Regions from separate parts of the Mus musculus genome. Here all the other regions are linked to region 5. The links are chromatin contacts, called in public Hi-C, capture Hi-C and promoter capture Hi-C maps. All regions are on one chromosome and are shown on one strand. Each heading gives the region's core, a stretch centred on a gene start, on an enhancer-like site or on the middle of the called end of the contact. The rest is flanking DNA. Distances are from core to core; before and after follow the strand shown.

Evidence for each region. Promoter capture Hi-C pulls out the DNA fragments that hold promoters and counts their contacts. A called contact is a pair of places that touch in the nucleus more often than the background predicts. Capture Hi-C pulls out chosen DNA fragments and counts their contacts.
Region 1: a contact with region 5 is called in a capture Hi-C map of macrophages, with 2.9 times the contacts expected there. The contact joins the promoter of Slc3a1 here to the promoter of Srbd1 in region 5. A contact is called at or near these places in 1 of 39 promoter capture datasets (embryonic stem cells), 1 of 484 Hi-C or Micro-C datasets (B cells) and 1 of 9 other capture datasets (macrophages).
Region 2: a promoter capture Hi-C map of erythroid cells shows a contact between it and region 5, with 20 times the contacts expected there. The contact joins the promoter of Camkmt here to the promoter of Srbd1 in region 5. A contact is called at or near these places in 5 of 39 promoter capture datasets (the HPC-7 cell line, cranial neural crest, embryonic stem cells and 2 more), 3 of 115 datasets of contacts at active chromatin or transcription factors (astrocytes, embryonic stem cells and pancreatic cancer cells) and 2 of 9 other capture datasets (adipose tissue and liver).
Region 3: a contact with region 5 is called in a Hi-C map of B cells, with 5 read pairs. The contact joins the promoter of Thada here to the promoter of Srbd1 in region 5. A contact is called at or near these places in 2 of 39 promoter capture datasets (the C10 cell line and erythroid cells) and 1 of 484 Hi-C or Micro-C datasets (B cells).
Region 4: a contact with region 5 is called in a capture Hi-C map of macrophages, with 5 times the contacts expected there. The contact joins the promoter of 1110020A21Rik here to the promoter of Srbd1 in region 5. A contact is called at or near these places in 5 of 39 promoter capture datasets (cranial neural crest, embryonic stem cells, erythroid cells and 2 more), 5 of 484 Hi-C or Micro-C datasets (LSK cells, Th1 cells, embryonic stem cells and 2 more), 7 of 115 datasets of contacts at active chromatin or transcription factors (astrocytes, embryonic stem cells, extraembryonic endoderm stem cells and 3 more) and 3 of 9 other capture datasets (adipose tissue, liver and macrophages).
Region 6: a contact with region 5 is called in a promoter capture Hi-C map of adipose tissue, with 2.8 times the contacts expected there. The contact joins the promoter of Msh6 here to the promoter of Srbd1 in region 5. A contact is called at or near these places in 1 of 39 promoter capture datasets (erythroid cells), 1 of 484 Hi-C or Micro-C datasets (CD8 T cells) and 2 of 9 other capture datasets (adipose tissue and liver).
Region 7: a contact with region 5 is called in a promoter capture Hi-C map of erythroid cells, with 16 times the contacts expected there. The contact joins the promoter of Lrpprc here to the promoter of Srbd1 in region 5. A contact is called at or near these places in 4 of 39 promoter capture datasets (cranial neural crest, embryonic stem cells, erythroid cells and 1 more), 1 of 484 Hi-C or Micro-C datasets (CD4 T cells), 6 of 115 datasets of contacts at active chromatin or transcription factors (astrocytes, embryonic forebrain, epiblast stem cells and 3 more) and 2 of 9 other capture datasets (adipose tissue and liver).

The regions. Positions count from the first base shown.
Region 1 is chr17:85,027,023-85,030,548 of GRCm38.p6, reverse strand. Slc3a1 (solute carrier family 3, member 1) reads right to left here and starts at 2,202. Exons shown (of 10, transcript NM_009205.2): 1 at 1,691-2,202. The coding sequence starts at 2,117.
Region 2 is chr17:85,088,532-85,091,936 of GRCm38.p6, reverse strand. Camkmt (calmodulin-lysine N-methyltransferase) reads right to left here and starts at 1,311. Exons shown (of 11, transcript NM_028576.3): 1 at 1,074-1,311. The coding sequence starts at 1,211. Prepl (prolyl endopeptidase-like) reads left to right here and starts at 1,670. Exons shown (of 15, transcript NM_001163622.1): 1 at 1,670-1,831; 2 at 3,062-3,405. The coding sequence starts at 3,385.
Region 3 is chr17:84,464,461-84,467,676 of GRCm38.p6, reverse strand. It overlaps Thada (thyroid adenoma associated), which reads left to right and starts at 1,469. Exons shown (of 38, transcript NM_183021.3): 1 at 1,469-1,583; 2 at 3,176-3,216.
Region 4 is chr17:84,955,845-84,959,032 of GRCm38.p6, reverse strand. 1110020A21Rik (RIKEN cDNA 1110020A21 gene) reads left to right here and starts at 1,610. Exons shown (of 4, transcript NR_027929.1): 1 at 1,610-1,833. Ppm1b (protein phosphatase 1B, magnesium dependent, beta isoform) reads right to left here and starts at 1,032. Exons shown (of 6, transcript NM_001159496.1): 1 at 639-1,032.
Region 5 is chr17:86,143,599-86,146,662 of GRCm38.p6, reverse strand. Srbd1 (S1 RNA binding domain 1) reads left to right here and starts at 1,488. Exons shown (of 21, transcript NM_030133.3): 1 at 1,488-1,542.
Region 6 is chr17:87,973,463-87,976,918 of GRCm38.p6, reverse strand. Msh6 (mutS homolog 6) reads right to left here and starts at 1,869. Exons shown (of 10, transcript NM_010830.2): 1 at 1,514-1,869. The coding sequence starts at 1,770.
Region 7 is chr17:84,789,184-84,792,192 of GRCm38.p6, reverse strand. Lrpprc (leucine-rich PPR-motif containing) reads left to right here and starts at 1,407. Exons shown (of 38, transcript NM_028233.2): 1 at 1,407-1,828. The coding sequence starts at 1,680.

The DNA.
Region 1 (3,526 bases), core at 953-3,452, 1.1 Mb after region 5:
GCAGGCTGCTCATTTGTGTTGTCTTTACAGTTGACTGTAACATTCCTGAGCATCAGCTGGCGACAGAAATATTTCTACTTAAACCAGAAGCAAGCACGGGGCTGAGCATGTAGGGGACCCTGGTGCAGAATGGATGCTCCAGCACAAGGAAGTGAGGAAGGAAGAAGACTGGGGTAGCTGGGGGCGGGGCTGTCGAGGGGCCGGGAAAACACACTACCAAGGGACTGAGTGATCCCAGTCCCACCTTTGGAGAGACAGAAGACAACACTAAAGCCAAAGCTGGGGTGATTTCCTCAGAATAACAGAACCCTTGAGCATAAGGAGCAGAACCTCCTGGAGGACAGGAATTCTGCTCCCCAGTGAAAAAGCAAAAAACGAACACACAGAGCTGTCTAGAAACTGCGTATTTGTGGGAACTTGGAAGACACCTAGGAGTGGGCTAGAGAGGCAGGACCAGGAGGTAGAAGTGTGTCCCTGGTTCTGGGTTGTCAAAATCCAACTTCACCAACACTTGCTGAGTAAGAGAGGCAACAGAAGCTCACAGAGGCCATAACCATCCAAAGTAGCAAGGGACCGTGATTAAGGTGGAAGATAAAGCCTAATCAAGGTGGCAGCTCTGAGTTGTGCCTCTGGGGACAGATAGACAGTGAGGATGGAGGCATTATTTTTTAGAGTGGAAAGGCTGCTGAAATAGGCCGGTGGTAGGCACAGCCCTGGGATCCACATCCACAGCACTGAGAGTGAGGAGAAAAAGTCAGAGAAAGGGAAACAACCGGACAGGGTACAAAAAGAAGCCTTTCATTAAGGAGGTGGGGGTGTGCTCACGCACTGACTCTACCACACCATCTTGGTTTCTTCTTCAAACAAATAATCATTGCAAGAAAAGAATTTCCTTCCTAGTTTATCTCTTCTTACTGCACGCCCTTTAAAAATATTCTCTCTCTCTGTCTCTCTCTCTCTCTCTCTCTCTCTCTGTGTGTGTGTGTGTGTGTGTGTTTAGTCCAGGATGTCCTGGAACTCATTACAAGCAGAGGGATAGCAACCAACTCTATTCTGTCCTAAACCACGGTGACCCAGCCAATCCAGTTTACGCCCACTGTCTAGCAGTTTCAATCTTAACATGACCGATGGAGCATTCAATTATAAGGATAAGAAATTACATATAGGACTTTTAGTTTAATTTTAAAAAATACAAAATTTTGGTTCTATTCTTCTACTACTATGGCTATTGCTGTGGGAAATCCATTATTAGGCAACAACTAACACACTGTTGGTTCTAGCTTGCTCTCCTCTCTCAGGATTGAAACTTGAAGAGTCTTCCCCTTCCGCAGACATCACATTTATATAACACGATGTATTTATTAATAAACTCTCAGCTAGACTACAAGCTGTGCCTGTGCCAGGAGAGCTAGTCTCAGATGAAACACGGAGCTACAAAATTTCAGGATCGACGAGTGAACATGTGCATGGGTTTAGTGGACGAGAGATTCAACAACCCCGTGGCTCTAAAGCCTTCAGCAGATAGCCTTGCATCAAGAGCAAGGCTTGCTGACTTCTGCTGCGTGGGGCTTGAATTAACTCCCAGGAAATGGGTGCCAGCCACCCTGGAATGTGCTTACAACACAAGCCAGGCACAGAATGGGGCCACAAACCACCCTCCACTAGTTGGTCCTGAGCGGCGAACACGCACCTTTCAGGTCTCCATTCCCATCCTTGTCACTGTCCTTAAAAGACCTCGGGTAGATCTGGTATATGGGACCTGCTTGCCACCAGTCAAGGCATTTTGGAGAGATGACGATGATGGCTATGGTGGCTCCAATGAGCAGGAACACGGAAACCACGGTGAGCCAGAAGAGGATCTCTCGGGGCACCCGGTAGCGAGCCTGGCCGGAGAACTGGAAGAGTACTTCCTTGGGCATCCCTGCATAGGGCCGCACCGCCTTTAGGTGAGGCTCCTCTGGAGCAGGGATACTCACGGCGTTGGGCTGTGGGGTGTCCCTGGAGCCTGGGTCTGGGTCCTGCTCCGGAATGTCTTCATTTTGGACAAACCCGTTATTGGTTCGGCATCCCTTCAAACTCATTTGGATGGGGTCTCTCTTGCCTTTGTCCTCATCCATGTCTACCCTGTGTAGCTCTTCCTGGTGCTTTCCAGCAGGGACAGAGGTAGAAAGGTGTCTTGCTGAGCGCTGTGCTTTGTTAATGAGCTTTGAATGGTTTATAAATAATCATGGCTGGACTTTGTCCAGCCAAGGAAGATTGCGTAAAGTTCAATAAAGGGGGTCGGGAGGAGGGGTGTGTGTGTGTGTGTGCAAAAATTATCTTTATACCGGGTGGCTGACTCATCTACAGTAACAGTATGTGAAGGAGGAGACTGCGGAGAAGAGGCAGGGTCCAAACGCTGTAAGATGCTACTTGTGTGAGTACCAACTGCCTACAGTAATGCGATTCACAAAACTACAAAGGATGGTGGGGACCCAGAGAGATGGGCAATGTGAAATGAACGCACAGAAATTATTCCCTGAAAGGGGAAACAAGTCTGATACATACTACAGGATGGATGGGCTTTGGGGACATTATGCTGAGGAAAAAAAAAAAAAAACACATCCAAGACAAATATTGTGTGGTTCCCCTTCGAGAAAGAACCTATAGTCACAGAAGCAGAAAACAGACGGGTGCTTGTGGGTTTCAGAGGAACTGTGGGAAACTGTTGGCCAATGGAATAGAATTCCACCTGGGGATTTTGATGAGTTTTCGAGATGGACAATTGTGGTCCTACAACAACGCAGACCATTTGCCACTGAGCCAATTATTAAAGAAATGGGTAGTGTTAAATCTGTTTTACAATGGTTGAAGCATCATGTTCTTTCTTTAGCTAGGTATAAAAATGATCTTGAACTAATAAGGAGAAACTGGCTGTCCCCTTTTTTTTTTAAAGTGTCTTCCTATAGACCCACGGAGGTGGCTCTGGAGGCAGGCAACATCATTTTATCCCAGGCTGACTCCAGACAGCCCTTGTGTATGACTAAGCTCTGTATGTGTGCTCAAACATTCTTGTAAGCACTTCCAGGAGGTGGGGGAGCAGGATGCTGAGCACTGCAAGTTCATGCGTTGTACTACATGCACACAGTCTTTAATCCTTGCACGTAACAGTTGTTTAATCATTGACAAGTGTAGGACACATTTGCAAGTCCCCAGAAACTTGCTGAAAGGCTGGCCTTAGAGATTCCCCAGGTCTCAAGGAATGAGATGATCAGCCACACTTGGAAGCTTTGATTAGACTTTTTTTTTTAATTAAAAAAATTGTGTGTGTGTGGGTGGGTGGGGGGGATGCGGTGTTGAGAGACGGTTCAGTGGACACTGTCAAGTTGGATGTCTCCTTCCACTTTGCCTGGGTTCTGGGGTCGAACCCAGGTGCAGCACCCGTTGTTTCCTGTTGTCTGGGTGCCCAATACTACAGGGTTTTCTGTAGAGCAACTTAGTGTTCTTGTTTAATGCAGTCATGACATGTCAACCCCCCTCATACCCT
Region 2 (3,405 bases), core at 62-2,561, 1.1 Mb after region 5:
GAACTGGAACTAACTCATATTCATCCATCGCTCTGTTCTTCCTGACTGCTCACACAATGCTCCAGGATCCTGAGCCTTGATTTTTCCTACTAAAGTCTGTACCGTCAAACTGTGTGCCAATACATACCCTTCCTTTCTTAAATTGCATTGCCTAGCATTTTTATCACAGTAATAATAGAAGCTAAGTAACATAGCATATTAACAGACATCATGTAAGCAGGGATTTGAAATGTGCCTCTTGCTCTTATACACTCTACCATAACTGGGAGAACATGCCAGCCAACTCTGAGAACTATGGGTATATAGACCAGGTACACAACCGTAAACCACTCAGGTTTTATCAAGAGACTACCAGGTGGTTCACAGACATTGCATGACATACGACATGTGGTTGTTAAAAAGCAATAACTAAGTAAAATAACAGACTAAGGACTCATTGCCCCCCGGCCACTGTCTTAGTTACTTTCCTATTGCTGTGAGGAGTCACAATGACTAAGAAAACTTATAAACACAGCAGCCTTCACTGGAGCGGTTTGGAAGACTGAAGTATCTGGATTCGTTGCTAAACCTTGGGCAGCGAGTATCCCAATAATGACTCCAAACTTAGTTTCACGTGGCGGGAAAAGGAGCAAGCAGTAGGTTTCCCTCTCTCCCTTTACTCTCCCATATACAAAACCAGGAAACGCGTGCAGAATCCCCATCCCATTAGTGAACCTCACGGATCTCCAGAGATGTGGGACCAAAAAGTGCACCCAGGTGACCAGGCTGGGAGTTAAGAAGCAAAAAATAAAATAAGGATGGAAAGGGGGCGGGAAAGAAGAGCAGCACACGGAGAAGACAGGCGGTCCCACCCACCAGACAGGCGAGCACAAGGATTTTCTGAGTTTCTGAGAGCTCGCTCTGGCTGTCCCGCTCTCCAGCCCCGCCAGAGTCTCTCCCATTTTTGGTGGGACAGCGGGACAGCGGAGATGAAGGAGCAAGGGGGCGCTTCTCGCTTGGCTCCCGACAAACGGGCTGCCTGCTACCTGCGAGGGGAGTGGCCACAGGCAGGGCAGGCGAGCGCTCGCCCTTACCTGTCGCAGAAGCTGCCACCGGACGGCCCCCTTGGGCGCCGAGACCAGCGAGCCCTGGCTGGCACTGCCCATCGCGGGACGCTTGCCCGCCTCTGCCTCAGTCTCTGCAGCCCCAGCGGCCGCGACCTGCGACTCCATCTCCAGAGCTGACTGGACCCGGAGGTTGCGTCCGCCACGGCTCTCCCCAGTCAGGACCTGCCAACTTCTTCCCTGTCAGGACCTGTGACGCCCGGCCTCTGGCCCACAGCTCTTCCGTGCACCCTCCCCGAATTCCGCATTTCCGGTATTAGCGTCTCCTTGGCAACCAAAGCAGCGGCGTCGCTTCATTGCACCACTTTTTCTGGTGGCCATCTTAAGTGAGGGCGAGCCGGAGTGGGAGGGGACTGTGGAATAGCTGCAGACAGGGCTTTCCTCGCTGTTTTCTTTTTTTCCTCACTTTGTCTCTTGCTCGCCGGAATACCAGAAAACCGAAATACAGTTGTCTCCTAAGATGAGTGAGTTCAGGAAGAGAAAAAGCCCACCACTGGCCATAATAAAGATGGCGAAATGCGCTTCCCTATCGGTCTGGGTTGGTGTTACGTAGACCGGCGTGCTGCAAACTAGCTCTGGGCGGCGCGAGGTAGGTTGTCTTTCTTGCTGGGTGCTGGAGGCTGGCTTCGGCTGGACAAGGCTGAGGTGACTGCAGCTCCTTCTGGAGAGCTTCGGTTTCTCGTATTTGTCTTCTCTACCTTCGCTCGTCCAGCTGTCTTTCGATTTGCGTACGTATGGAAGGGTTGCTGATGGTTCCCCTTTCCTAATTCCTCTGCCCACCTTCCAGCCATTCCTCACTTCCCTGGTCCCTTTTTTGATCCCTGTCTCTTCTGTACGTTCTGACCCGTACCATTCCCTCACGTCCTGTGAATACGACGTGTTCGGGATGCACAGTTGCACCGGGAAACGAGGAGGTGCTCCGGGAGCACCCATTTGCTTACTTACCCCACCAGTCTCCCTATCCTCGCACAGGGTCTTCTCAATGCAGATGGTGGATGAATGGGTTGGAGCTATGGGGACAGACTAAGCGATTTAAAAGCATTTTTCTTCTAGGCTACTGCTCCACTGGCCCATTATTTTGCTGCGACATAAGAGATTAAGGGGGGGAGGGGGCGTCATAGCTGGTCGGATCTATGGCAAAACTGACGCAGTGTTTCTGTGCTACCAAGGAACGTGTTAGAGAAGATTTCTCTCATTTTACACTCAACAGTGTTTAGCATAGCTAAATTATCCCTATGCTAATAATATTAACGACCTTTTGTTGAATGGTTACTATGTGCCAGGTACTTGGACTAAGTTCTTAAAATAAATTGTTTGGTTTTGTTACAAAACTACAACCGCAGAGATTAAGTGCTATGGTTAATTTCTGTTCCACAAGTGAAAAAATTGAATCCAGATGCAGTTAGTGTACAAGGCCCAAGACCTAAACCTGGGTCTGTAGTTATGGAAGTTAAAATGATCTTTACCTTCCAGAAGAAACCAAAAATGACTCGACATTTTATTTGTGCATCTTACAGTTGTTTTTAATTCATTATCCTTTTATGGTGAAATCCAATTGCTCCTCTAGGAGGAGGAGCCAGTCAGTTGGGCGGTTCACTGAATCAGTGAGTTGGGGGAGTGTCTCCAGCTCCCCAGAGCCACAGTTGGGCCACCTGGACAATGACCAGCTCTAGCTCACTCATCGAGTGCACACGCAGCTTAAACTAGACAGCTAGGTGAAAACTATGTGGCGCCTCGCCTCACTCAACAACTAAGCATCCCCCTTTTATGTCATGGTTTAGGCTTTTTCTAATTTGTCTTTCACATCCCAATGATATGCCCAGAATTATGTAAGATAAAAGCCATCTTGCTTTTGAACCCCCTCTGAGTACCTGAGATTCCCATTAAGTTCATTTACTCATTTGCAAATTATTTTATTTTGTTTGTTTTCTGTTTTGTTTTGTTTTGTTTTGTTTTAGTTTGTCCATACGTTCTCCAGAGTCACTGCTGCTTAGCTTGTCCCTAGGAAAACTGACTTTACAGATGACGTGTTTATTAAGTCCCGCCTGCCAAGAAGTATGATCTGAATGAACTTAACGCATACAAGGTTTTAAACGTGTTTAACCTAAGTTATCAGATGTCTACAGTAATTGGTAACCTAAGGGGCTCATGACGCCACAGGGGAGGGATGAGATGTGGGGACCTCAAATGCACTAAGATCCCATGACTGTATAATTATACGTATGAAATCATCCACGTGCTGGCAGCCCCTAAGGGAGCAAAAACCAGGGACTTTGCCACCATGCTGCAGACGGCCAAATTC
Region 3 (3,216 bases), core at 220-2,719, 1.7 Mb after region 5:
CCTACACAATTCTTGCCACATCCGTCCTGCTTCCCTATCCCCGGCTATGTCCAGTCCCCTGCCCTGCTCCCACCCCTCTGCTCTGGACTCCTCCAGAGCAAATGTCCATATATATCAGCACAAATGCAGCACAGTAGAGAACGGCATATTAACAGTGAGTCAAAGAATTGTCACCACTCAGTTTTAGGTGAGTGACCTGAAAGCAATGCCAAAAGATGTGAATCGGTGGATAACAGACACAAAATCAACCAAGCTATTGTTTAGTGATACTGTAAGACCCCTGAAGCTTGGCCTCCGCTCAAGTCCCAGGATAAGTTGGCCAGCACCCCAAAGACGGGAGAGAAAATCACACTGATGCAAACTGCAAGAGGTTTTATTATCAGCTAGCTGAGGACAAACTCCTTCCGCCATGCAGGTCAGGGGAGTTTGACCCGACCCCGATGACCCCAGTGACAGTAGGGGGCTTTTAATAGCTAGCTGAGGAGTTGGGAAGAGTTGGGCGGAGTGTCCTTGGTGAAATTTACAAGGCAGAAGGAGTGGGGAGTGAGTTCTTTCTGAATTTTTATCTTCCCCTAACCCTAACCCTGAGTCCTTGGCACAGGAAGCCAGGCAAGTGCTGGCTGGGTCTTTTACAATTATCGCATCTCTGGTTGTAAAGTATAGAAACAAAAAGGCTTTTTGCTGGCTATAGAGAACAAAGAGCTTCTTTCTAGCTGTATTTTTATAGGTCAGGGAAAACAAGCTTGGGGAAATGTTTTAGGGGCTTTACCTTTCAAGGAGAAACGCTTTAAGTCAGGGTCTCACAATACACGTGGCAAAACCACAAAGAAATACAAAGTTTGATAGAAAAGCCATCCACCTGATGAACCTAATTTTCATTGTTTTTCCCAACTATGTATCTCAGAGCCCAGGCCAGCATCCCGGCCTTTTCAGCATCTTGTCCGTTCTGTGATCTTGTCCCTTGTCCCAGCTCCTTACTAAGGTGATATAGGTCTCTAATTTTTACTCAGTTTTAAAGGACTGGACTGCAAGATAGTCTGTGAGTTGTGTAAAAGATGCAGCCTTTAAGGCAGCGTTTAAGGCTCGGACAGTGGAGTTCAAGTCGTTGCTCTTGGCTTCAGTTCCCGTCCCTGGCACAACCGTCCCCGAGTGTAGATTTTGCCTGTCTCTGCGCTGGGCACAGTGAATGTAGAAAGTCTGGGTTGGAACAGAAATGTCGGCCTGACACCTAGAGGTGTGGAGGCTGCTGCTCTGCCAGCCAGAAGGAGGTGAGGGGCATGCAATTCCCAGCAGTCACCATCATAGGCTCGCTTATCAAGAACTGTTTAGTCGCGGGCTCTCTAAATCCCCTCGCAAACGCCCTCTTTGATGACGTCACAACCCACCCTCACTTCTGATTGGAGGAGCGGCACTCGGCCGCTCTCGCGATATTTCCGTGCCAGCTTCCAGCCCTGCCTCCCTTCGCCGGGGACCGGTTTTTGGATCGCGCACCACGTTACAAGCCGCAGGGACGCGGTAGACTTGACGGGCTTCCGGGTCTCGTCCAGAGGTGGCGACGCTTTGCAGACGTCCTCGGGCACGAGGTTTGGCTCGCGGGCGCGCTGCCTGCCAGGCACGCGGGCGCGGGGGACCGACTTCGCCACAGCGCGGCCGGGGCAGCTTGCAGGCCACCCCGAGGGTGCCAGCCGTGGCTTCCGGGCGCTGAGGTCTCCATGGAGACAGACAGCCCTTGAACCACGTTTTCATCCGTCCTTCTGTCAGTCTTTGGACTCCACGTGGGAGGCGGTCGGGAAGGTGTAGATGTAGATGGGCGGGAAGCAGCAAGTGGCACCTATGGGCAGATGCCCATCAGGCTGAACCGGGATTTTCGGCTCTGGGCCGGCCCAGTTCACCCGGACACACGTTTACCCTTAGAACGCGCAGAATCACCGAGTCTATCTCTGTGTAGTCCCTAGGACTCCGGGATCAAATACTGCTGCAAACTTGCCATTTCAAATCACAAGTGTCCCCTCAGTTTCCTTCCTCAGTACTTTCTCAGTACTTTGCACGCTGGCTGCTCGTTTGGGAAATTATTTCCCTAAACTTAACCCAGAACTTCAAGGCCTTTCCTTGTTGTCTCTCTGTCTGGCTGTGTTCATTAACTTTTTTGCTTGACTGCTCATTTGCCGTTGCTGTAGTGACTTGCCGTCCAAATGGACTATAAATGCTTCAGTTTCTGGAGCGGTATGCCACTTAGCTGTAGCATGTCCTTTTAGGTACCAGGTAGCCCACCTTCCTTCTAAAAGTATATATGTCCCTCCTATAATATCTCTAGCAATTGTTAATTAAGAATTCCTTGATTTAGTTCATGAAATTTTAATAAAGCATTTACTACATGCATGAACGACTAAGGAGTTAAGAACGGGAACACTGAACACAACTATTCAGTTCATTGCAACCTTTATGGAGCTTAGTGCTAGGAAAAACAGGCAATAGACAGGTGTGCCAGTTAGTGTAATCTTAGGTAGTAATACATGCTGTGAAAGAAATCTGAAATGAATGGCAGAGGAAGCTGGGGCCAGATTGTTTTCAGGCCATACACCCAAATTTGGATGTAACTAATGCATTTTATTTAGTGCAAGGGAAAACCTTTGGGAAGTTTATAAGCAAGTGCATGGTTAGATTGCTTTGATTCTTCAGAGACAAGTAGGGACAACAAGGAAGCTATGTCAGGAGTTTAAGTGACGCATGCTGAGTCGTTTTCTGCCTGGGAGGGTCTGCAGGTAGACCATTCCTCAGTGGCCACGGAGGTCTGCCTTTGACTTAAGCTGGAATCTGTATCCTCAAAGCTTTCGTAGAATGTCTAATTATTAAATGGGACAAAAGAAATCTCTCCTTCAAAGCAGCACCTCATTTAAGGACAACATAATGAAACCCCCCATTTTCAAGGTAGTAAAAAAACCTTAAACAAAAAGCCCACAGATTTTGTTTGGCAAACCAGATCTCCTCAGCTCAGAAATTGTCACTCACTAGTGGCTTTGTTGGGAGATATCTATTGGTCATCTTAATTTGTTGGTAGTAAGATAATCCTGGCATCTCATGGGGTGCAGGCTGGGGAGGCTCTAAGCACCCTACGGTGCACAGCCCACCATCCTCAGTAAGAGACACGTGGCCTCAAATGTCACTGTTGTTGCAGGAGAAACTCTCCACTGGACCACTGCCTCAAGTTCTTCCTTC
Region 4 (3,188 bases), core at 361-2,860, 1.2 Mb after region 5:
AATGATACTTTCTTTCCTTAAAGGCTTTTAAAGATAAAAAGTAATGACCGATCACATAATACTGTCCAGTCTATTCTTAATGGAATTCATGTAAACTTGAGATGGAGTTCATAGTAATTTCATTTAAGAAGCCCATTGTTAAGCACGACACCCGAAATTTTCGGACCGTGGTTGGTGGGCAACACACAGACACGAACCCCCGAGTCTGGCTAAGAGGAGCAAGACAAACGGTTTAAAGCACAGGAGGGGGAAGGAGGCCCGGAGAGGCACAGACAGAAAAACCAGAAAGATTTCACAAGAAAGGAGAGCGGAGCGCAGGGGAGGGCAGAAAGCGACCGGGAGAGAGAGCCACACCGAAAGGTGTTTTCCGGAGCGGCGGGCAGGACTGGGTGAGCCGCGGCCTTGGGGTGGCCCGCGCGCCCATGGGCGCTGCCTGCACGCCGCGGCGCGAGGGGAAGCAGCGGACTTCCACGCGCCCCGGCAAACTACTCCCTCGCCGCGCCGCGCCCCGCGAAGCCTCGCGCGCAAGCGGAGGCGGCGGCGGCAGCCCAGGCCCTGGGCCTAGCCCGGTGCTCCGAGAGCAGGCTGGACGGACGGACGGCCGTTCCCCCACTCGGCTGGGCGCAAAGCGGCCTTACCTGGGGCGAAGGTAGAAAGGGAGGTCTCGCGGGCTCGCCCGCCGCACAGCCGCCCGCGGCCCCCGGCTTTCTCCCGAGACGCGACACCGCCTCCGCCGCCGCTTCGCCCTCGGGGGCTCGGCCACCGCCGCCGCCCGAGCTGTTTACACCGTCCGGCCCCTCACACCGCCGCCGCCGCCTTCTCTCCAACCCAGAGCCGCTGCCGACTCGGCCGCCGCCACCTCCTCCGCCGCAGCCTGATCTCTCTGGAGCATCTTCCAGCCACCGGACACGGAGAAACAGAGACTCCAGCCGCGCCGGCAGGAAACTCCCCCGCAACTGCCAGGGGGGACCAGGCGGTCAGAGCACCAGCGGCTTTTCCGCCATTGAGCAGCGGCCGCTCCGCTCCTTCTGCAACCCCCCTCCCCTCCCCGCACCGCCGTCTTTCCCCGCCCCTCCTCGGGCTCCGCCCCCCAAGGGCACCCATTGGGACGCCGCGTGTGTCACCGCTGCCCTCGGTTTGCTGAGAAGCCTGTCAATCTACGTTCTCCCGCCCAACCTGGCCCCTAGTATCTTCTGTGCTTCTCTTTCCCCGCCCACACGGCCCCGCCTCTGAGTCTTTAATTTCTCATTGGGCGTCAGTGCCCACCTTAATTGGCAAGGTCAACTATCCATCACACACCGCCCACCAGTGAGGCCCAACCCTTCATTACCATTTACTTTATTCAGCCCCACCTCCGCCTTGCCCTAACTCCTGACGTCACCGACCTGCCCACCCTAGTAGCCATAGGTAGAGTCCTCCGTCAGTCAAATTACGCCCCAACTCGAAGACCGATATCCTTTTCTGATTGGTTCAAATGGCGGCCTGATCCTCCGACTATTGGCTTCCTCTACTTGTCCGTCAAGAAACCAATTTCCAAGTCCGTCACTTCGGCTTTTTTTAAATGAACGCGCAAAAGTATCCTAAAAGGGATTGGCTAGTATTCGTAGATGGCCAAGCCCCGAGTCTGCGGACCCTGCAGTTCTGACCTCTACACTTCGCGGAGAACGAACACCATAAAGAAACCAACGGGCAGTCCAGTTATAGGTGGAAATTGGTCCCACCCGGAGTGGAGAGAGCCGGCTTCTGATTGGCCAGAGAAGTGCCCCTAGACCCTCATTGGAAGAAGTGGCCGCCTCTCTTTGGCATAGAGCTGTGAAGGAAGAGCTCAGAAAGGTTCGAGAAAGGGCCTGGAGAGAGGCGTTGTTTTGCTTCAACTACGGGTGGGGCGCACGCGAGAGTGCAAAACTGGGCGCGTAGGGCTCTGGGGAGGTGATGCAGGGAGGGAAAGAGCCCGGATGTTCCCTAACAATGAAATCATCTCTGACCAATCAGAGCCTCATTGTTGGGATACCTGCATGACCTGTCTCCAGCAGGGGAGAGTGGGCGGGAAGTTGAGAAGGCTGAAAAGCCACTTGAGAAAATGGGACAGGAGATCCCTTCGGGATGATTTTGCAATGGTTCAGATTGTTCGTTCTTCTTATTTACCTCGACCTCCTGCCTTCCAGCCCTTGGCAGTTCCGTGTTTTGTTTCTGAGTCTGATTTTTAAAACTCCTGTCTAGGCTCTTGACATTCACTAGGTCATTCCTCTCTTAAAGAGCACCTGCATTTTGCTAAGCGTGGTAGGTAGAACTGGAGATACAAAAGTAAGGCAGGCAGTCCCAGACTGGGAATGGTAGGTAATCATTGAACGTCTGCAAAGGGTAATGATGACATAAAGGAGTCTCCCTCTGGGTATGATTACTCGGAAGGCTTCACAAAGGCCGGGAGAAAACGGTCATCTAGTAACCACATTGAGCTAGAAAGTGAACCAGGTTAATTCTTCCAGATCAAAGTGTAATGGGGCACTTAAGCGCTCACCTGAAGAGTTTTTAAACTCGCTCAAGTCTTTGAAAGACGTTTTCGATCTTATTCATACTTAGGTATAAGTTAGTTGGGACAACTTAGGTTTAGACCGACCTAAGGGAGTGCAAATTCAGCTTTGAAAAGAAGGACATATTTCTGAAGCAATTTCCAAAGTGAAACTGGCGGAAATAAACATTTGGTTGCAATTCAGATTTCTCTGGAACTTCAAGTTTAAGAACTCTGTCTTAAGGTTTCTATTGGGACCATGAAACACCATGGCAACCAAAAAGCAACTTGAGTAGAAAAGGGTTTATTGGACTTACACTGTAGCCCATCACTGAAGGAAGCCGAACAAGAACTCAAACCTGCAGATAAGAGTTGATGGAGAGGTTACTAGCTTGTTCACATGGCCCGCTCAGCCCACTTATAGAATCCAGGACCACCAGCTCAGGATGGCATCGCACACAATGGGCTGCCCCCACCCACCCCCACCACCCCCATCAATCACTACTTAAGAAAATGTTCTACAGGCTAGCCCACAGCCAGCTCTTAGGAATGAAAGTTTGTCTCCTCTCAGATGTCTCTAGCTTGTGTCAAGTTGTCATTAGAATGTAGCCAGCACACATGGTGTTTTTTCAGGATAGTGGGCAAACAGGTTCCTAAAATTAGAATCACCTGAGGTTCC
Region 5 (3,064 bases), core at 239-2,738:
ATCTAGACTCACAAGTCTTGTTTCTCTAGTTTAAAACCTTATTCTTATGTTGTTTCTGTGAGTTTCGTGGGGCTGATAAAAATGATAGCAAGGAAAGAGATAAGTAATTTTTAATTTCCTCTGGGAACTGATTTAGAGATGTAAATGGAAAGAATTTCTGGAGAATGATTTATAGATTTAAAAACTGGAATGATTGGGGGAAGGGGGAAGGTAGGATTCAGGTTATCACAGCGGGTTTAAGATTTGACTTTTCCAAACTCAGAAAGCAGCATGGGAGTTTTCTGCGGTTTGGGGTATCCAATTTGATTTTCTATTCACTATGAGCTGACTGTGCAACAGCTTAGGCATTTGATGTGACCAAAAGAGACAAAACAAAAAGTAAACAAAAACCTGTCTCCTTGTGGACAAGGGTTATTTAAGCCTAATTTAATCAAAAGGTAGAGGCTATTTTTGGGTCAGAAGACAACTTTCTGGGAGTTGGTTCTCTTTACACGGGCTCCCGGGGTCCAACCTGGTTTATCATCTTGACAAGTATGAGTGCTTTATCAGCTCTGAACAAGGAAAACCCAGCACTGCATGTAAAGGAAACTGTGCCTAGGCTCGTTTACCAGGATTGTGCTCACTGCACTTTTCGGGACTCTGAATATGAGATGGGGCAAGGTTTCTGATTCTCCGGGAGAGCTGCATTTTCTCGAGTTAATGACCCAGTGACTATTATTTTCAGTGTTCTGGGTATCTTAACAGTTGGAGATGGGACCCAGGGAAACCCGGTTCAAAGGCAAAAAGCAATTTGCATAAATCTTCTTGGAAGTATCTAAGAGGCCTCGGCTTCCAAATGGATCTGCTTGGCAGTCTATCAAACTGCCTGAGACTGGAGGAAGAGGCTGATGACTCTAGCTAATGTCTCTCGTTAAGTAAGGTTCCCATGGGATGAATAAGGACTTAGCCAAGGCGGAAAACTTCAGACACTTTCACAGCGTGGTAGGGTGGAGGGAGAAAGAAAAAGAAAAGGGACGAGCTAGGTTTTGTGGCCTAAAAATACAACGCAGCGGGGGCAACGTGGCGAACTCAGACTGAGCTGGGCTACAGAGTAAGTCTTTTTCAAAAAACAAAACAACAAAAAACAATCCAAAACACAAAATGAAAGGATGGGTGAAAAGGGTGTAAAGTAGTCCAAGAGAGGTCTGTCAGAAAAGTGGAAATATAGAGGCGGACGCATATTTGCCAAATCTCTGCCCCTCCCCTAGGGTAGCGACAAACACAAATTCCCTGTGGACCAGAGGAGCAGTCTCTCTCCTCGCCGCCCCGCCCCCGCCCCCGCCCCCGCCCCCGCCCCCGCCCCGCCCCCGCCCCGCCCCCGCCCCTGGACCGCACCGGCTCAAGCCCCGCCTCGCCCTGGCCCCTGTCCTACCCCGCCCCGCCCCGCCCCGGTAGTGTGGCTCCAGTAAAGTAAGGCGGGACTTCCGGCGTTTGAAAAACTTCCGGCGGGAACCGGAAGATTCCTCAGCAGAACTCTCTTCTCCAGATTCGCCAAGCCCGAAGGTGAGCTTTGTGTCCACCGTAGCGGCAATGCTTCCGGGCCGGCCGTTTTCGCTTTTCGGCCGCGGTATTTATGAGTGCTCGTGTGGGAAAGAATTTTTTTTAAATGAAGATTTTCTGTCTTTTAGCACCAGCGGTCTGTCACACAGTCTACACTGTACATTCTCAGCACTGTCACCATAGCGCGTCCTCTGAACCGGCTGGTAGCGCGCATGGCAGGCGTGAGAAAGCCAGGGCCACTTTGTTTGTTTGTTTGTTTGTTTGTTTTCACCCCGAAGAATCGGAGCTGAGGGAGGAATCGCTGTCAGTCGTGGCGCGCCGGGATCACGCGCCTTCCTCAGAGGTGCCCTGGGCACAGAGGAGGCGACCGAGCCATGGAGGGAAAGGATGACTGAGAACTCTGAGCAACTTTCCTCAGTCTTCCTTCCCACGTGGCAGCTTGACGTTCTCCTGTGCCCAGGGAGGCGCAGGGCGGCGCAGGACGAGCCTTGGTACCCGTGGCTCTCAGTTGTAGGACTTTGCCTCACACCTCTATCGTTGGAGCAAACCGTTCCATCCCATGGAGTCTCAAGATTCTCATTCATAAAAACACAGCAGGGTTCTCTCGTAGCGAAGGCTAGCTGCTGTCCTCCTGCTAGATGGCTTGTTGTTCTTTGTTTTGTTTTATCTCTTGAGGGTCTGTGGACATGTGAAGCATCTTTTTTAAAATCCCCTCAGGGAAACATTTAGATGCCTTAAGAGTTGTCTCTTTTTTTCTCCAAGAACAGTGGCTCTCCACTGTGGGTTGAACAATAATCCTTTCACTGGGGTCGAATATCAGATACCCTACATATCAGATATTTACGATTCACAGCAGTAGCAAAATTACAGTTATGAAGCAGCAGCGAAAATAATTATGTGGTTGGGGTCATCACAACGTGAGGAATTGTTTTAAAGAGACTCAGCATTAGGAAGGTTGAGAACTACTACCCTAGAAGTTTAAATGCTGTTTCCCCCTTTTAAATATTGGTGCGCACCAGTATTTTTGTGGGTTGGGTGCATCTTAACATGTGGGCTAGGTCACCTAGAAAGATCCTTTTGTGACAGAGTATACCCAACCCCAGATCCCTCAACCTTGGTCCTAAAAATTTTAGCACTCACTTTTCTTGTCCACGTGTCCTTTCTTTTCATTCATTTTTTGTTCTGTTTGTCTGTCTGTCCTTTCTTCCTTCCTAACTTTAAAAAAAAATGGAGACTGAAGGATAAATTGACTTGATCTCAAATGCTTGGGACTTACTTAATAACATGTTAATGTTTTCACTGTGGGTTTTGAGTCATGGCTAGGGACAGTTGCATGTTCTACTCTTGTTCAATGCACTGAAGACAACCCGCCTTTGCTTTCTGTAGAACTTTCCAACTGGCTTTTTTGTAGTTTAAATCTTTCTTAGAACATGGGTTTGCTCCCAAGGAAGGCCTGTGGTTAAATCACTTCAGAGGAGCAGCTAGTTGTCTCTCTTCCGTTTACAGAGTGAAGGCAAGTTTTCCC
Region 6 (3,456 bases), core at 620-3,119, 1.8 Mb before region 5:
TCCCAGCAACCACATGGTGGCTCACAACCATCTGTAGTGGGGATCTGATACCCTCTTCTGATGTGTTTGAAGACCGCAACAGTGTACTCACACACATGAAAGAAAGAAAGAAAGAAAGATAGAAAGAAAGAAAGAAAGAAAGAAAGAAAGAAAGAAAGAAAGAAAGAAAATAAATAAGTCGGGGTATCCAGGCGTGGTGGCGCACACCTTTAATCCCAGTACTTGGGAACCAGAGACAGGTGATCTACAGAGTGCATTCCAGGACATCCAGGGCTACAAAACCCTGTCTAAAAAAAAATACCAGTGAAGATATGGCCTAGGCGATAACGCAAAGGATGGCCTGAGTTTTATCCACAGGACGGTTGGTGGAAGAACCAACTCTTAAGTTGTCCTCTGATTTCCACAACCTACTATAGCATGCATACACACATATACACACTAACAGGTAATTTTAAAAAATATAGAAATAATGGGGCTGGAGAGCTGCTCAGCAGTTAAGAGCACTGGCATTCTTCCATAGGAACCAGGTTTGATTCCCTGCACCCACCCAGTAGCTCACAATATCTCTAACTACAGAGGCTGAGGTCCTCCTCTGGCCTCTCTCAGGCAGCGTGCATGCACATGGGCACACATACATACACGGAGGCAAAATACACCTCTGTGTTTACCTGTGTCTGAACTGTGTCCTTTATAGCCAAAGGGAAGGAAAGAAATTAGAGATCCAAAATCATTTTCTCTGCCCCAGGAGCATACGCCAGCTCTTCCTGGTGCCCAAGCTGAAACTCCAGAGTACTGGACTCCAGAAAGAACTCTTTACATTTTAAATAAGTCGCTGCACACTTCTTAATCCCAGCAGAGGCAGGTGGATGTCTGAGTTCCAGGACAGCCAGGGCTACACAGAGAAACTCTGTCTCGAAAAAAAATGAAAATAAATAGATAAAATAAATGTCTCTAGTCGTTCCTACAAACGACAGCCAAATTTACAAAGTGCGAGTACAACTCCAGGCAAGTTTCCCCCAGTAAACCTTCTTGCCCAGGGCTTGCCCAATACTCCGAAGACCCACTAACTGCGAAAAATCTCCCGCACTCTTCCCTCCTGTGAAAAGGTGGGTTAAAAAAAACTGTCGTCCCAAGCCGGAGCGCCGCTTTCACTATCTACAAACTTCCACCTGCAACCCGAGTTTCCTCCCACCGTAGGCTCGCCACCCGGAGGAGCTCCCTGCCCGATCCGATCCGCCCCGCCCCCTCAGGCCGCGGATCGCAGCAGGACACCCACCGTTCCCGCTCCGGCCACTTTGGGGGAGGGTGTCTCCGTCCCCGAGCCTCCCGAGCCTCCCCACCCCCACAGTGGGAGTGCGCTCGCTTGCTCGCAGCGTCCCCCGAGAGTCCCGGGCACCGGCCCCGCTTCTCCCGGGCCGGCAGGCCGCCCCTCCTCCCGCCGCCTGGCACGGAGCAGCCTCCCCCTCCTTCCGGGAGACCCGCGCGCCGCCGCAGCCCCGACCGAGCCGGCTACCTGGGAGGCACGGCCTGCGCGGAGGAGGAGGCCCTCCGCAGCCCTCCGTTGAGATCCTTTGCCTCCGGCGACGAGGCGGATACCGCCGCGGACCGGGACCCGGGTTCAGCCTCGCTCCAGGCCGCATCCCCGCCGCGGGAAGCGGAGGCTCCAGAGGCAGCGGCACCTTGGCGTGAGGCCTCGGCCGCGGCCTTCTTGGTGTCGCCGAGTGCCGGGGACTTGGGGAAGAAGCTGTACAAGGTGCTTTGTCGGGACATGATGAAGGCTGACGGGCAGACCGGGCCACGGCTCCGAGCGCCTACAAGGATCGCATCCACCGCGCGGCCGCCGCTGGCGGGAAAGTCGGGAGGAGGCGCGTCCTACCCGAGCATCCGTAGCCCAGCGGCCAATCCGAAGGCGTGTCGGCCTGCGCGGTGGGCGGGGCCCCGCCCGCGACGTGCCCTGGCGTAGATGGGCGGGGCGGGGCGGGCCCAGCCCCCAAGCTCGGGTTGGCGGGCCTTGAGACTGAGCCTTTGCAAAGCAGTGGAGCTCGCGGTGGCTACCCGGGCAAGTATGCACCAAGAAGACGGAAGTGGCTTGCGCGGTTGCTGGAACGGCGGGGTGCACCCTGCGAGAAGCCGCGTCGAGCTCGCTGCGGAAACACCTGGCCCTGCGGGCGGTCCTGCGGTTGGACTGAAAGGAGCTGAGAAATTGGTTGTTGCTGTCTGCCACGTACGGTGCGTTCGCAGAGCATTGTACAGAGCGGCACTTGTGAATGCCAAGTGCAAGAACAGCTATCCACAAAACCAGCTACCCACAAAACTTTCCTTGGCCCGTCACTGCCTCAACTAGTTTACGCCTTACTATATGAGATGGGCAGTTAAGGTCCAGTCTTATCTGAGCCCTTTAGCATAAGTGTGCAGAATTTTTTATATTTTAGAAACTGAGATTGCTAAGGTAATGTTGAGCGTCAACGCTTGGGCCCTAGCAACCCTAACGAGCTAAACTCCCACTCATCCTCAGTAGTCGAATAATAGAGAAAATAGCAAAAAAACAGATTTTTTTTTCAAAGGGCCACATTAGGAAGATAAAGTTCAGCCCCCCCCCCCCGGAAGTTCATCTTTGGGGGTACTGACGTGAAGTTTTGGTTTAAACCGGGCGACGGGAACCAGAATGGTCTTGTAAGAGGTGGTCTGACCCACCATAATCTCTGCTCCAGACTGTCCTACATGGGGATTCAACGAGCTTCAGATACTTGAGAAATCTCTTTCCAGAAACCAAGTTCTTCCTCTACACTAACTCGAAGCTTTGTCTTACCCCTTCCCACCAAAAAATTCCTGGAGAAATTCCAATTCTTTGGAGTCCATTATTTCAATTGCCTGATAGCCAAAGGGAGCCAAGTGTTTCTCCTCAGAATGTCTTCCTGCCAGGTTGATTACAGGGCGTTTTCGAAAATTGGAGCTCCTATTCAAATTCAAGAAATTGGAGCTGAGCGCGAAGGTGTGTGCCTTTAACCCCATTGTTCCAGGCAGAAGCAGGTGGATCTCTGAGGTCAAGGACAACCCTGGCTACAGTTACAAGACTTGCCAGGGTTTGTTACACGGAGAAACCCTGTCACAAAAAAAAAAAAAAAAAAAAAAAACCAAAACAAAAAAAACAACTAAATCAAGAAGGAGAGAGAGAGAAATTGGGAGACTTAATTCAGCTCTAAGTAAGAATGGACTTAGCTCTGGCTAGCAATACCTTCACTTTGGTAAAAGGGTAAAAAGATTTGCTTTGTTGGACAAAACCAGCTCAGCCTGTAAAGGTGCTTTGGAGTCCAGCTAGAGACCTGAATTCTATCACTAGAATCACACTGTGAAGGATTGCTGCAAATTATCCTCTGACCTCTATACTCAGGCTCCATAGGCTTGGGGTGGGCACGGTCACGTGCACACGTGTATACGTGTGTATGTGTGTGTGTG
Region 7 (3,009 bases), core at 158-2,657, 1.4 Mb after region 5:
CTGCTGGTAGGTTCGTTTCCCAGCAACCACCACAGCAGCTTGTATCTGTCTCTAACTGCACTCCCAGGACATCTGAAGCCCTCTCCTGACCTTCAAGGGCACCAGGCACACTTGTGGTTACACACATACATGCAGGCAAAACACTCATACACATAATAAAATAAATATATTTTTTTAAAAAAGCAAATGATTTTGCGTCACACCTACACTCAGTGGGACCCAGTGGTGTCATTCACATTCAGGGTGGGTCTTGCCACTTCAACTAATCCAATGTAAAAACTCCCTCACTGGCTTAAAGTCTGGTTTCCAAGGTGATAGTAAATCCTATCAAGATTAATCACCACAGACCGTAACCTACCTTAATCTTTTATTTATATCACAATTCTTATGTTTCTTTAGATGTACGGAATTTTGTCTAAATTGAGATCCCCCCCCCCATGTTGTATTCCCAGCATTCCAAATAGTGCCTGACACAAAATATGTGCTCAATAAATAGTACTAATGCTGAATGAGAGAATGAATTATATTCTATCATAGTGCTCTATAGTAACTCAGAGTAACTTCATCTTGCAGGGCGGTATTAGCTTCTCCAAAAGAAAGCTAAGCCAAGTTAACTCTGAACGTATATCCATTCAATAAATGCTCAAAGCACGAAGTGTCTTCAACTGATCACGAGCTTCCGCCATAAAAGAGGCTGCATTCTCATTCTGGGCACTCTGAAGTTTGTTGGCTAGCAGAAGAAACAGCCACATGGGAAAACTTGCAGAGGGAGAATTTGACTGTTCACTTGGTAGCAGTCAAGGAATAACTAAGTAGAGTGGAAACCTGTTCCCGGGTTCACACGAGTGCACAGGGAACCCTTTCAGTATGCGAGCTCTGTGAGGGCAAGAACTTGTTTTCCTAGCTCCAGACCTATCCTCAGACAATTGCACCACTCACTACCTTAGTTGCTTAGTGCATTAACTGGAAGGAGCGGGGCACTGAGAAAAAGAAACTTCAACCTTGACATTTAAAATTATACGACCTTTATTAGAATCCATTGATTTCATGAAGCGAGGCACTTAGGATGAGTTCTGTATATTTATCTACCCCATCCCCAGTCACACAAATAGCATGTAGCTAACCTGGAGGTCCACAGCCTCCCAGTTCTCTTCGTCAAGCTTTTCTCTGGCCGCCGTTTCTGAGAGCTACGGCAGGAACTACGTCACTGAGCAGCTAGGGCAGCGGCTCGGTAGCAACCGAGGCGCAAGGCTGGAACGTCGTAGGCACCCCGGGATCTGCACGGTCGGCCCTTCCCAGCAACCCTCGGTGTCGCTCCTAGTTGGCCCCCCACAAGCCCTTGCGCGCGCATGGGCGGAGCCGACCTCTAGTGGGCTCTACCAACTTCAAAGTGGAGGGGTGTTGTCGCCAGGCTCGCTGAGAGCCGGGGCGCTGGACAAGGGAACAGGGACACTGTGAACGGAAGACAAAAAACAATGTATAGTAAAACAGAAGGCGGATCCAGGGTATCCCGCGAACTCGGCTTGCCTCTCCCGTGAGCCTTGGCGGGGATCTGCCTCCTCCTCCGCTGGACGCCCTCGGTCCTTAGTTTGTCCCACTAGGGGCGACCGGGTCGTCACGTGCTCCTCCAGGTCCTCTGCAGGAGCGTGCATCCTATCCTGCCTTGGGTACGCTGAGCCATGGCAGCCCTGCTGAGACCCGCGCGTTGGCTGCTCGGGGCCGCGGCGGCCCCGCGCCTCCCGCTGTCCCTGCGCCTCCCTGCGGGCGTCCCGGGCCGGCTGTCCTCCGTCGTCCGGGTCGCGGCTGTTGGTAGCCGGCCGGCTGCAGGGTGAGTACCGGACCCTTCCTCCTGACTGGCTGCGGTGGACGGGCTGGTGTCCTGCTCGTTTGCTCCAATTCCGTGGTCCCGGCTTCTCAGGCATGAGGCCACCCCCTCCCCCATGCTTTGCCAGTGGTTTGGGGTGACAAGGTTGAGAGTCTTGAGAAGGTCATGGTCGAGGGCATGGCTGGCTTCCGGCTTGCTGCTTGAGGTCTCTGCCTGCTCTAGCTTTGGAAAGGCCCGTGAAGCTCAATGGCTTTGGGGGAGTGGATGGGGCTGAGGTGGGGACAGGCGTTGTGCCTTTCCTTAGGAGTACCCTTCCTGGGTGCTCTCGCACGCTGGTGACCAGTAACCTGCTAGTCTGTAGTCTTACGAGGCTTTGGTTTTTCATTTTCTTTTTCTTGGGATTGGGGTTTGAAGTTCTAGTGATCTAGGGATAGTTTAGAACTTGACATTTGATCATGGCCAGTTCGGGTTTTTGCTTGCGTTGTGCTGAGTGGAATTTTCCTTCAGTATTTACACAGATGTCATGGGTTGGAGATTGTCACACTAGAATGGATTAAAGGACGCGTGCAAGGTGCTCTGTTGGGATCTATGTACCTACTGCAAAAACAAGTTAAGTTCCTAGTTAGTGTCATGTATTTTTGTGAGTATATGCCTTTCTGGATTGAGGTTATAGGGAAACAAGTATGTTCACTTAAAGAACATAGATATTCTTGACAACTGATAAAGGAAGGTTGGGTGCTTAGGTTTTAGTACCGGAAAGAAATTGACAGTTGTACACCCCACACTAGAACTTTGGGGTCTAGCAAACAGACTTAGGAAGTATGATCTGGAGTGGGGAGCCATGGACTGAGGGTGCTTTGGCTTATTTGCATTAGGCTATTGGACAAATCACTCAGCAGCCCAGGCCTTAAGTTTCTTTAGGTACACAGGTGGACACCGTATAAGGTTAGGACTATTTCATGAGATACAGGGCTTGATGTATATTATAATAACACTGTAATAGAAGTAACTGTCTTCACGGGCCAGCCCGGCACGGCGTATAACTAGATAGATGAAGGAAATGCTTCATGATGTCTGAACAACTTGGTTGTCTTTGGAGAGATGCTTATTTGTAAGTTAGGGTCTTGCCTCTATTTTTGTGGTAGGCTTGAACAGTGAAATCATGCCCTAACTTTCATGTCTTC